Linked DNA regions of Cricetulus griseus: region 1 is linked to region 2. Evidence: chromatin contacts called from public Hi-C data. All regions are on one chromosome and are shown on one strand. Each heading gives the region's core, a stretch centred on a gene start, on an enhancer-like site or on the middle of the called end of the contact. The rest is flanking DNA. Distances are from core to core; before and after follow the strand shown. Region 1 overlaps Deup1 (deuterosome assembly protein 1). Region 2 holds the start of Smco4 (single-pass membrane and coiled-coil domain-containing protein 4).

Region 1 (6,629 bases), core at 2,479-4,978, 110 kb after region 2:
GCAAAAGTATAAGGACAACTGGAAGGATTTGTTGATATTGGTAAGTCTAGAATTATCTTCTTGCTTTGAATTCAATAAGCCCAAGTTGACATGAGAATTAATGGATGTTTAAAACTAGGAGGTAGCTTTGAAATTGATACAGTTTTGCATGAAAGTCAAATCAATTATTTGTGCATGTGTCAGCTATCTGGGAAAATGATTTTGTTGCTGGGAAAGTTTCAAGCGTGTCTGCAACAATTTCAGCACTGGAAGCTCCCTTTAATTTTGATATTTTATGAATCCCAAATATAGAGCAGGCATTTAGCACTGAGATGTAGGTATGTTGTCGGTGTAATATAGACACAGATTTTTGATGACTTAGTGTGAAAACTATAAGATCTCATTAATAACTTTTACATTTTGTTCATGTTTTAAACGACAGTGTTTTGATATACACATGTATTGGTTTGAATAAACATACTATTTACAATAAATTTACTTATTTCCCTCTAGTTCTTTAATGTGACTACAAGAAGATTTTAAACCCAGGTTGGGGATGGAGCTCGGGTGGGACCGTGCTTTATCTAGTGTGCATGAAGTCCTGGGTTCTGTCCTTAGTGCTGCAAATCCCGAGTGTGCTAATACACACCCAAACTCCCAGTTCAGGAAGGGGAGGATGAAAAGTTCAAGGTCACCTTGGCTGTATAGTGAGTTTGAAAGCAGCCTGGGCTACACGAGACCCTGTCTCAAATATCAAAATAATGAAACAGAACAAAAAGCAGTAACAAACACTCCAGAGTTTAAATTAGACCGACAGCTGGATTATATTTTTCTTGGACAGTGTTGCTCTAGTTCTTAGAAGTGTCTTAACAAGCAAATGAGAAGTTAACTTTGCCAGCATAGATGTTTGAAAGAGGCAGAACCACTGATTTTTGTCATTAATCTTGAATGGAGAATCTTGCACATTTAAAAACAGGAGGGGTGTGTAGGATAGTAAATAAACATGAGCAGTGGGATATGTGTGCTGACACATTTCAGGGTTGCAGAAAGACAAATGATGTGCCTGGAGAAGATGCAGACACAGCTGGCATCTGCGACATATTAAATGACAGCAATTTAAATAGGGATAGTTGTCTTTTTGCATTTATATGCAAGATGTGGAACATTCTGTCAGGTGGCTAAAAGGAGAGGACAAATTTTTTCACAAATGCCTATTATGGTTCCAGTATTATTTACCTCTACTAATCCTTAATTGATAAAATGCAAATTTTGTAAAACAAATCTAAGGCCCATCTGTTTAGTTGGGAACTTGTCTAATGCTCTGAAAGGAGCACTGATTTTAAACCTTCAAATTAACTGGAAAGCTTAAACAAGGAATTCTCAGCATTCACTGAAAAGGACAGGTCATAAGTGTCAGCAGGAAATGAAACACGGGGAGGAGGGAAAAAAGCAGGGGACTTGGTGCTTTTTCCAAAGAGAAATCGTGAAACTTTTGAACCAAGTTACTTTTCAATTTTCAAAAATATTTTTATTAGGACAACAGATTTTTTTCCTCTTGAGCATGTTCCACAATCACTAGGTTTGCTTTTTTAATACCTGTAACTTATATGTGTGTATGTGTGTGCACATGCACAAGCTCATGTCTGTGGTATGTGAGTGCACATGGGTATGTAAGGAGGACAGAGATGGACCCTGGGTATATTCTATTGCTCTCCACTTTGTTTTATTTTATTGAGAAAGGGAGACAGGGTCTTTCACCAAACATGGAGCTCACTATCCAGCAAGACAGTCTAGCTAGCAAAGCTCTGTGGATCCTTAAGTCTGTCCCAACCCACTCAGCAAGCACTTTGGGGAACAGACTTGCAGGGATCAGAGCCAAAAAGGCCCCAAGTAGAGACAAAACACAAAGTTCTTCAGTCCATGCAGTGTGAACTGAAGCCCAGAGCAGAAGGTTTTGGAAGGACCTATAAAGATAATCTGCTTAATCACTGAGTGTGATCTGGCACAGGTTTCACCTGTGAAAACAGCAGTGAAATGTATGCTCACATTGACTTTAAACAGAAGGTAGGTCCAGTGTCCCATCCCAGAGAAGGAGAGAATCCTGCTGAGAGAAAACCAGCAGTTTTGCAAATAGCCCTCACAGGCAGGTGGGTAACTAGTAAACTGAATACTAGGAGACCCTGGCCAACCTCCAGGAAGACAATGATTAATCTTAAACTATGACAGAACCAGGGAAGATGCCATCACACCTGTCCTACATCTGGAGGATGCCTGGCTTCTTCAGTGTCTAGTATTTTCAGTTCAATCTGGTTTGTTTGTTTATATCCGTATTCAAATTAATGTTAGAATAATGCCTTTCTCCAGACAAAACTGGAGTTTAAGATGGGGGAGATGCAGGTCTCTTAGAAATATCACTGGGGAAGAGAATGTGGGAGCCTTGTGATCTGTCCCCTCCCAAATGCAGAGGAAGAGGGCATGGGGGAGAGCAGATGTGATGCAGATGTTTCAGGACAGTTCTTTAGGTGACACTGCAGTGTGGGGAAGAAGGGGCTGGCCCAAGACTAGGAAATGTTCCTGAGAGTTGAAGAGCAGAGTATCTCAGAGAATCAGGTCTGCTTAGGTAGTGAGCTTTAGGATGGGGAGAATGAGGGGAGCTGAGTGATGGGTTAGCTGAATGAAGACAATGGTAGAAACATCTGGAGGTGGGAAAGGAGGACTAGAAGCAGAGAAAGACTGGTAAGGAAGTTTCAAGTGTCTGAATTCACATGGGTAAGAAATGATTACGGGATAATAAGAGCTGGTTTTGAAGGGTGCTGTTACTAAATCTCCCTGCTCATTGCAAAAAGTAGAAAGAAAACAAAAAATGGCTTAAGGAAGACAAAACTGGGTACATACTTACCAGTCTATAAATCCGACAGTGTCACCACAACCTTCAGTTCCAGAAGACCGTTCTGCAGGGGTTTATGACCAAGTGTGATGATCCATTGGTGGGCCAAAGGCTTGCGTGCTATTGCCTTATTCTCCAAAGAGTTTGTATGAGCCAGGAGGTTGAAGCTTTGGGAAATGGGGTCCATTGGACTTCCAGCCTGTCCTCCTTCCCCTTTGCCATGGGCCATGAGGTTTTAGTTTACCCTGATCTCCTATCATGATGTTGTGCCCCACCACAGGCCATTCCCAAACCATGAACCTAAAGGAACCTTTAATCTTCATGGTTTACCCAGAGTGCTTTGGCTACAATGGTGGGAAGTGGACTAGCATGGAGAGCTCCCAGTGCTAAATCAAAGAGTAGCTCCATGCCTCTCACCAAAGTCTAACCCTGAATATAAGCCTGGAGGGGAAGAAGGTGGGTGGCCACTGGGGTATGGTTTTTAGGCACAAAGGTTTTTGACGGCTGTTCCGATGCACGGGTGATAATACACATTGTCACTGTGCTATTAAAAAACTCCAGAGGCTAAGATACCCATGAGATTACTGAATTTACTCAGGTGAGAATTACTTATGGAGGGAGCTCTGACCTGAGTTGACAGTGCAGTAGTAGAAATCTGTCATAAAACTGTCCGTATCAGCTGGCATCTGTGTAGCTCATCAATAGCTGGAAATGAAGCTGAAAGCATGGACCCTCACCTGGCACTGCCTCTGGCACATCTTCAGTTCTTGCAGAAGCTTCTGGTTTTCATCCTGTAACTTGTTCCTGCTCAGTGCTATTTCACTCACAGCCGATTTTAACTTTTCAATAATGAACTCATCTCTTTGGCTTGCCTCACAGCCAGGATCTGAGTCACACATCATGTGAGGGTTCTCAGGGCTGATGTCCTCTGGGCATTGCTTCTTACCATTTAGCTGAGTTTGGTAATTTTGTGCCTGTTTCTGAGAAATATGATAACTCCATAAATTGATTATTTAGGCTTCCATACAGGCAAAGAAGTAAGAGAATTAGTAAAGATATCTTTTAGTATTAAGCTTGGCCTATACAGTACAGTGTTATGCTTGTTTATAACTTCAATTTCAGATGATGTGAAGAAAAGATGCATTTGCATAACTTTGGAGCAGGGAAGGGGTCTGGAGGAGGACAGATCTCATTAATCAACAAAGACAATCTAGAAGCTATAATAAAAGAAAAATATTGATTCAATTACATAATAGTTGAAAATGTCTCTATGGTAAAGAAATAAAGACCAGAAACAGATTGAGGAAAAAAAAAACAACAAAAAAACAACAGTTGCTAACACATAACTGGTTTTAGTAATTCCTAATGTGCAAAACCTCTATGTTTTGATAGGAAAAGCAAGTGACACAAACCAAATGCACAGAGCGTGGGGGAACAATGCTAACAAGTGCATCAGGACATGCTCAGTCACACAGGGGGGTAAGGACATGTGAAACAAACCATACAGACATAAACTTTGTTTTGTGTTTTGTTCGTTTTTGGTGAGTCAGATTCCTACTATGCGAGGCAGGCTTGCCTCAAACTCATGAGCCTCCTCTCCTGCCTTTGGCCCCCAAGTGCAGGGTGTAAGCCCATTGAACCAATCAGACCTCTCCCCCAAGGACTTCTAACTGCCAGGTTCCACCCACAGAACACTCTAACTGTCCTAACTGCTGGACCCTGACCCCACCCTACAGAGTAACAAAGCCCAATCTCTGGACATGAAATCTCACCAATCTCCACCCTGGAAAACTCCACCCTGAAAAGTTCCCCCCTCTTCCCAAGAAACTCTCTCTATATAAGCCCTGTATCCTGTTCAGTTTACTGCTATTTCTCTCCCAAGCAGAGGTAGCCACCCTTCTGATTTTTTTCCTCTCAATAAATCTCTTGTGTGAGGTTTGTTGTTCGGTGTTGGCTGCCAGGATACCTTTCCATCTGAGCTGTAATGCTTACACAGGGATTGTCCAAACTACCTGGAAGCATATGTTGTCTAAAGACATAACAACACCAGACTTTGAGACACAGAGACTAAAATCATGGTCACAAAGTGCTCATGCACATGACTGTGCTGACATTAGACCCAAGATGACTGCTATCCCTCAGTTCACACTTCCATGAGTAAGTAGATTATTGAATACAAGGATGGCAGCAATTAACTTCTAATTGTATTTTCCAATTTAGACAATATAATTTAATAGTAATAATAATAAAATTTCATTTTACCTGGAATTGATTACATTTTTCAGATAGTAATTTCTGTTGAGCATCCAAAGATACTAGGTGAGTCTGATAGAGGATCTCTTGTTTGTCCCATTCCCTTGACTTTGTTCTAAACTCCTTTTAGAAGAGGGAAGAGGGAAATAAACAAAATTATTATACACTAAAAGTACAGCGAACAGAGTTTCTTTCCTTTGTGTATCTTCATTATGAGAAAAAATGTCTATTCTTTACCTATTAGGAAAGTAAACAAGAAAATGATGGAATTACACATTAATTGATTATTACAGGCTCTGTGTCCTACATCTGAATCACTTGGAACAGGGGAGTTTTGTTTCAGATTTGGGATTGGCATATTCTTAATGAGATGCCTTGGTGATGCTGTCCAAGTCTAAACACACATTCAACTGTTTCACACACCCCGTGTGTACTCTGCCAAAAGGTGATGTTATGTGCTATGTTTGATATACCCATGCTGTGGCCACCCATATTACTTGTGGCATTGTGTCATCGCTCAAAAAGCCTGGGATTCTGGAGCATTTGGGAATAGGAGTGCTTAACCTGTATATTCCAGTTTTCTTTGAGGAAATTATAGAATTTTTAACATACAAAGAAATAATAAACATATTGAAAGCACAGATCTCTCATATGGCAAAAGGAGAGTCAAACAACCTTCAGCATCAGCTGGCCCCTCCTATCCTTTCTCAGATGTTTCTCCCTTCCTCATTCGCAACACTTAGTCACTGGCCATTTGCTTTCAGTACTCAAGAGGCAGGGGCTGGGAGCTGGAGAGATGCTCAGAGATTAAGAGCCCAAACTGCTCTTGCAGAGAGTATGCAGCTCCAGGGGATCTGCCATCTCTGGCCTTAGCAGGCATCAGCATTCACAGGCATAACCCCCATAATTAAAATAATTCATTAAAGAGATGCCCTTTCTCAAGTTCTGTGTGATCAGTGTTTTGCCTCGTAACTACATATATTGAAACATAATGCTCACTGTCATGAAAGTGAAAGTTGGGCGTCCAGGAGGTTATTGAGTTATGTTCCTAGAGCCAGTGTGAGCTGGATTAGTGTCCTTGTAATAAAAGATTAAGAAATACAGGGATCAGGCCAGCCATGGTGGTACACATCTTTCATCCCAGAACAGAGGCAGGCAGATATCTTAGTTTGAGGCCAGCTTAGTCTAGAGAGCAAATTCGAGGACAGCCTGGGCTACACATAAGAAAGAAAGAAAGAAAGAAAGAAAGAAAGAAAGAAAGAAAGAGAAAGAAAGGAAAGGAAGGAAGGAAGAAAGAAAGACAGGAAGGAAGACAGGAAGGAAGGAAGGCAGGTAGGCAGGCAGGCAGGCAGGCAGGAAGGAAAGAAGGAAGGAAGGAAGGAAGGAAGGAAGGAAGGAAGGAAGGAAGGAAGGAAGCCAGGGGCCTGGGAGACAGCTCAGCTTGCAAAGCATTCATTGTGTAAGTCTAAGGGCCTGAGTTCAATCCCCACCTATTGTATAAAAATCCTGG
Region 2 (7,194 bases), core at 3,298-5,797:
AGGCTGCAGGCCACCTACCTGTCCACCACTGTGTGTGAGTGTGTGTGAGTATGATGCTGTCTACCCTCTCCCTTAGACTAACCAAAATATTGCCCAAGATCATTGGGTTTAAAGATTTATTTTGTTTTTAATTGTGTGTGTCTCTCTATGAATATGTGCTATATATATGTGGGTGCCCTAGGAGGCCAGAAAGGGGTCCAATCTGCATTTGGAATTACAAGTAGTTGTGAGTCACCTGATGTGGTTTCTGGGAACTGATCTTGGACCCTCTGCAAGAGCAGCAAGAACTGCTGAGCCACCTCTCCAGTCTCAGGAAGAATGTTTTACATGGCAACAGAACAGTTCAGAGAGCATAAAAGAGTCTGTGTTGAGACAGATCCCTGGGGATCCATTGGCTTCTTCCCAGCTCAGGTGTTTCTTCATGGCATAATGATCCTGCTTGTTCTTCTCTCCTCAGTGTTTCTGATCAGGTCTCATCATGACTTATGGGGTAAAGCACTTGCTGCACAAGCCATACCACCTGAGTTCTAGCCCTAGAACTCACATGAAGAGCCAGATGCAATAGTGCATGCATCTGCAATCCCAGCATGCCCCTCTTGGGAGATGGGAGGCAAAGGGAGAACCACTAGAAGTTTACAGGTTGGCTAGCCTGGTGTATGCAGCAGTGAACAAGAGGCTCCTCCTCACACTAGGCTGAAGGCACCCACCACCATTATTTGACCTTTAAATGCACCCTCCAACACATACACACACACACACACACACACACACACACACACACACACACAGAGACATATATATATATATATATATATATATATATATATATAGTCATTAAGGAGCTTACAATATAAAGGGAAGAAATAAACACACCCAACCTCCATGACACCTACTGTTGGCATTCCAGTCAGTTAGGCTTAAAGCTTGATAGCTTACAAGCTGACCTTGCCAGCCCCTTGTCATACTGGCAGCAAGAAGAATTTTAAACTGCCAGGCTTAGTGATGAACCAATTCAATGAAGAACTCTGGGAGAGGCATTTACATAAAATGTGATGCATGGCTAAGCTCAGACACAGGCTTCAACTGAATACTTCATGACCGAAAACACTACTAGCTGAAGACTGATTCTTGGGTGAATTTCACCAAGACCTTGTAAGTGTAGAAAGGCCTACCAGGAAGGCTGGGTGTCTCTATTATCTACTACTGTGTAAAAATCACTCTAGATGCCTAATGAATTAAACCAGGACCATTTTACGTTTTGAAATCCTGGGTTCCTTGTGGCTGGCTTTGCCCAAGTCTCACTCGGGTGAGGATGAGGCTGTGCTGCACAGTTCTTCTGTCCTTGGGGTCTTTCATATTTGTAGAGGTTAGACTAGGTTTCTTTGTGGCAATCTTAGGAGGACAGCACCTCAAAGAGAAGCAGTAAGGATCAAGCAATCAGCTGATAAGATCAGTGGGTCACATGGTCAGCACGGGAGGGGACCATGTCAGGATGAGCATGCTTCCTTCAAGTCAGGGGAGTGCTGGGTGAGCAGTGGCAACTCTAACACCTCAGTGAGAGCCCTTTCACTAGATGCAAAACAGGTGCTTACCAAACAAAGGGACTCTGGAGTATTCTCCTTAAGAGCAGTGGCCTCAGGAAGTTATATTCATCACATTTAGAGGAAAAAGTGCTTCAGACTGGACCTTGAAGCTTACTGACTTCATATAGAACTGCATGTCATTCCTTCTGTCCTAGATGGAGGCCTGCCAGAACCAAACTTGAGGACAAGAATTTTTTACCTCATACGATTGTTTCTCTGACCCACAACACTAAATAGATGCATCCAATATGCTTGTAGGGAAAAAGGGCCATCCAAAGAAACACACCTGAGCAGAGCCAAAAGAAACACACTTTGGCCCTACAACCAGAGCCAAAGAAATGCACCCTGACCCTGAAATTAGAGCCAACAGGTTAAAAAGACCCAGTGAAAGAAACACACTTTGGCCCTGAAACCAGAGCCAAATCTTACCCTGAATCTGAGCAGAAAACCAACCAGTCCTTGACACAAGGGACTCAGGGACTGAAATCTGACCAATCCCCACCCTGGAAATCTTCTCCCCAGAAAACTCTGCCCCTAAGAAGCCCTATAAAAGCTCTGTGCCTGTTTGGCGCTCTTTCCACCCTGGCAGAGTCAGCCACTCTCCTGGACTCTTTTCTCCCAATAGATCTCTCTGGAGCAGGGAGGGAGCCTGGGAGGAGCAGAGCAGGGCTGTAACACTTTTGGGGGTAAACCTTCCCCTAGCAAAGTGGCGCTTTTATGTTTCACTCCACACCTCACAGGACCTGCGCTGAACTGTAACAACTTCTACAGGGAAGCCCTCCCCTGCTGGAGCAGAGCTGTTACACTGGGGAAGCCTTTCCCTGGAGCAGGGCTGTAAGCTGCTATGCTTACTGTTTCCCGTCTCAGCTGTAACACCCAGTATTCTGTGGCTCCTGAGTGCCAGAATCCCTTCCTATCCTACCTGCTGTAATGCTTACAATGCTTGGTAACTACACTGATAACGTTTTTTATGAAACACCTGTGTGCTCTAGAGATTGACTTATAGACTGGTCATTCCTTCTTTTTTGTTTTTGTTTTTCAAGACAGGGTTTTTCTGTCATTCCTTCTTAAAGGACTGGTCATGGAAGCTCTGGAGAAATCTTGTGCAAGAGCCACAGCTCTTAATAAACTAATAAATGTGTTACCACATAAGAGTGGCCTTGCTCCCAGGGTTGTCTTTGCTAGTCAGGTGACAGAGCCACCGCCCTGGGCTTTAAGGAAGTCCTTAAAGTGGTGGTGACACACCTTTAATTCCAGCACCAAGGAGGCAGAGATAGTGACCCGCCTGGTCTACAGTGAGAGTCCCAGGACAGCTAAGGCTGCACAGAGAAACCCTGTTTTGGAAAAAAAAGAAAAAACAAACAAACAAACAAATAAACCAACAAAACAAAACAAACAACAATAACAAAACAATGCAAAGATGTTCTCAAAAGAAAAAAATATAGTCTTTTTAGGGGCTAAAGAGATAGCACAAAAGTTAAGAGCACTTGCTGTTCTCCAGGGGACTCAAGTTTTAGTTCCAGCACCTTCAAAATGGCTCAGAACCTCCTGTAACTGAAACTCCAGGGGATGATCTGGTGCCCTCTTCTGGCCTCCTCGGAGAACACATACATACATGTAAATAAAAATTAACCATAAAATGGCCTTTATTTTCTGCCTGTGTCCCTGTGTGTCTGCAAGTACATGTGGAGGTCAAAGGTCAACACCAGTGGTCTTTCCTCTATGGTTGAGACTTGCTTTTTGTGAAAGGGTCTCTCATGGAACCTAAGAGCTCAGCCTTTTAGGGGGAGAGAGAGAAAGAGAGAGAGAGAGAGAGAGAGAGAGAGAGGAGGGAGGGAGGGGGGAGGGAGGAGGGAGGGAGAGAGAGAGAGAGAGAGAGAGAGAGAGAGAGAGAGAGAGAGAGGAGAGAACACACACACACAGAGAGACAGAAAGAGAGGAGAGAACATTATCCCCAGCATTTATGGGGTGCAAGGACCAGAACTTGACCCTAATGCTTGGGTGGCTGGTACTTCACTGAATCACCTTAGACCCCAAAGTAGCTTTCTTATTCCTATGTGTGTCCATCCTTTGATAGACCAGTAATAGAACAAATAAGCACCACGGCTATACTAAGCGGGAGGCATGATCTCTGTGGATCTTCAAACCACAACACTAGAAAGTAGGTTTCATGATATAGATAAGTTCTTTTTTGGGAAAAGGAGATTAGCTTTCCTGAGATGGTTCAACTTTTAAGTGGTTGATTTAAACCACTGTGTGTTTGTCCACACGTCCTTAGTAACATTTAGCTTAGGGCCTTGTGGGGCTTTAATACTGATGAGATAAGGAGCAAGAAATCCCATTTTGTTTATAAGCTGAACATGTGGGCACATGTATAATTTACAAGAAACAAACGCTCATCGGAGCATCCCCTTGTGAAAATCTACTTGGATGGCAGGGGAAGATCTGTGTTTTTATTTTGCTTCCTCATAAACCCCAGGCACAAACACAGGACAAACTTCCGCCATCAGGCACTGACCTGCACCAGATATAAAACTGTGCAGCTTCTTGAATGTACCCAAGGACCACCTGAACACAGTTCCGCAAGGGTGGCCACGCGAGGAATCCAGCGCCTCTGTTCACAGACCGCTTGGCAGGACAAGCTCAACTCTCCATGTAGAACATACTCCCAACCCCCTAAACCTTCCCTTCTTCCTCAACAATGGCGGAGGTGCGTCTGGGTGTACCTGGCCTGTTGGCAGTTGACCATGCAATAAAGCACTTCGCTTTTGCAAGACAGACCCCCGCCTCCCCTTCACTGGTTCCTAGACTCAGGGTGCGTCAGGCTTGGCCGCCTCCGCTGGGCCTGCCAGCCAGCCACGCGTGCGTCTGCATCTGGCGGCGGGCCAGGCATTCAGGCCTGCGGGGCGCCCGCGGGGTGCAGGGTGCCGCGTGGCCCGGCCCGCGTTAGGGTTAGGGCGCAGGATTCGGCTTCCCGGCGGCAGAGGGCGCCTGGCGCCGCGGTCCCGCGCCCTGGAGCCGCCCGCGAGGCGCGAGCAGAGGCGAGGCGGGCGAGCGGCGGCCCCTGCCACGTACCCGGCCGTGCGCGGCGGCGGCAGGTGGGCGCGGGGGCTGCGGGGACCGCGCGGCTCCGAGCGGGGCTTCGGTGCGCGGTGCGGGAGGCCGGGGCGCCGCGGGTGGCGCGCGCTGGCGGGCGGGACGGCTCTGCGCTCCCCGCCGCGCCTTCCAGGCCGGGCCGGGAAAAAGTTGGGGCGGCTCGCTGGCCTCGGGGACCGGGCGGGAAGTGCGGCACGGGCGGCCGAGGCCCCCCGCGGACACACGCGCGGCCCGCAGAGGGGCGCGTGTTTGCAGGTGGCGGCGGGCGGCCGGGGAACCCAGGAAGGCGGCGGGGACGAACTGGCCTCTATCCCCGCTGCGGCCCAGGGGGCCCGGCCCAGAGTTGGGGGCCCCTCGTGGCGTCCGGGGCCCCCGTGGGGCAGGAACTGAGCGTGGTTTCCTGCGTCGCGGGCTCCAGAACCGCCCCTCCCGGTGCCTCATTCACCTCACACTGCGGTGCGTTTGTCTTGGGGAAGTTGAGCGGGCCGCGGAGTGAACGGTATGTGTAGGGTGTTCTGAGGAGACTGGGATGGGACCGCATGAAGCACGCACACCCACCCACCCTCTCATTCCCTGCTCAATGCTGCGAAAGTCTGGGCCCCCTAGCGTTTAAGAGATTCCCGGGGCTGGGCCAGCAGCTGCCCAAAAAGCCACACAGCACATCCAGGCATAGTGTGTGGACATGGCTTCTGCTTTTCGGTCGTTGGATACTTCCCAAATAAGGTTTCAGCGGATGCCCATGAGTTATTAGAACAACCTTTGTGGTGCCCTTTGATGAACCAGATGACCCCCACCCCCACCCCCAAATAAACTTAGTATTCAAGACACCTCTATGCCCAGTCCAGTGCAGCAGCACACAGCTGTGGGCCCAGGCCAGGGGCCTCTTGAGTCCTTGGGAGAATCTCAGTGTGTCAGTAGGACATGACCTTGGGTGAGCCCTCTGGACCTCAATGTTGTTACCTGTGCAATAGGAGTAAAAAGCCAGATAATTTCTAAGAGGCAGAAATAGGTTTCTGAGGGACACTGAAGCCTTGTCTGACTTGCAGGTTCCTGTGTGCACATATGTTTGTTTCTACTTGCTCTCAGGAAGAAATTAGGATACTGTTAAAGGGAAGCAGAAGCTAAAAAGATTGACCACACAAAGCAAAAAAGTAATTATTGATAGTAGTTGTACATTGTGAGTGCTGTGCTCATGCAGGCAGTGGCTGCTCTGGGCTGCCCATTTGTTTTTGCTGTAAAACTGCTCCTAAAGCTGATAACATGCTGAACATATTACCCATGGGCATGAATGGTTTCTTTTCTTAGCTTCAAGTCTGGGGTGGTCGCTCAGTTGGCTTGATGGAGCCCTCCCTCAAGGACATGTCCGGATCTCATTATCCTGTTTGACTGAGCCTTGAGCAACTGCAACCCTGCTGTATCTTCTATTCCAGCTTAGAAGTGGTGGGGCTGATGTCCTATTGCATGTGGTGTTTCTGAACTAAGCTGATTTCTTTCAAGTGAAAGTAGTAAATAAATAGGCATGCGGTATGCCTGGGTGCAGCTGTTAAAAATAGCTTCCAGTAGCAGTGTATGCTGTGTCTACACCATTTCATTTCCCAGTCAAACCTAGGGCAACCCCTCTCCTGAACTTGGGGAAAACAATTTTTGGGTGCTGAGGGCAGTCACAGAATCCCGGTAACCAGGACTAACCAGCTTATTAATGTTCTCCTGTCCACTTGCACTCCCAGCTTCCAAATCCACATGTTTGGCTAGTTTCTTGGGAGTGGCAGTAACTATTAAGATAGTGTAAAATGGTATCTTAAACACATAAGGGCTTGACTAATTCCACCCAGCCCTTAAGATATGAGCAGTGTGTGCATGTGTGAATATGACTTTAACAGAGACGCTAAATTAACAAAAATCATGTTTTCAGCATAGTTACCATTTGGCCCCTGATGCTTTTTAGGCTTGGTTCACGGGTGAGAAAGCAAAGCCTTTGGTAGTGATGGGAAAGCAATTATAGGTATAAAAGGTTGCCATCTCTAAGTGATATCACACACCTGAAAATCAACATGCTGTCTTACTCAGGATGTTGGACCATGAGCACTGGAGGACACTGGGAGCCGCCTGTGAAGTGGATCTTGGGAGTATAGTATAAGTCCTGACTGAGCCCTTGGCCTCACCTCTGGCCTGAGATCTGCTGGTGTGAAAGGAGCCATGCTGCCTTCCCTCACCTGTAGGGAAGGCTGGCCCCTCCTCTCTCCTCGCTCAGGCACTCCAGATAATGGGATTGATTAAGTCTTCCAGTAGGAATTGTCCTCAGGGGAGAAAGGCTTTTTAAAGTACATTTTTGTCCTTATGAATAATTCCTCCAGCTCCTGCCTCCCACACCAGTCCCAGCACACACAGAGCACATCCCAGGGCCTTGGGCTATGCATGGGTTCAAGAAGGAACTGAACAAAATCAGAAGCCAGAAAGGGTTGGTCCTGTGTTGGGAGATGGAGGTGGTTTGCTTAGTTTCTGGATTTGTGTTCTT

The links. A called contact is a pair of places that touch in the nucleus more often than the background predicts.
Region 1: a Hi-C map of the CHO-K1 cell line shows a contact between it and region 2, with 3 times the contacts expected there. The contact joins the enhancer-like site here to the promoter of Smco4 in region 2. A contact is called at or near these places in 2 of 8 Hi-C or Micro-C datasets (both in the CHO-K1 cell line).

What each region holds. Positions count from the first base shown.
Region 1 is chr4:129,086,818-129,093,446 of CriGri-PICRH-1.0, forward strand. Deup1 (deuterosome assembly protein 1) reads right to left here. Exons shown (of 12, transcript XM_027410861.2): 4 at 5,129-5,242; 5 at 3,604-3,846. Among named protein-coding and RNA genes, the nearest start is that of Deup1, 13 kb to the right of the region's middle. Within about 2 kb of position 3,729, at least 3 of the 6 cell types and tissues checked have open chromatin away from gene starts, as enhancers often do. A contact at or near this core is called in the CHO-K1 cell line, where this site is marked.
Region 2 is chr4:128,978,824-128,986,017 of CriGri-PICRH-1.0, forward strand. It overlaps Smco4 (single-pass membrane and coiled-coil domain-containing protein 4), which reads left to right and starts at 4,548. Exons shown (of 3, transcript XM_027410873.2): 1 at 4,548-4,681.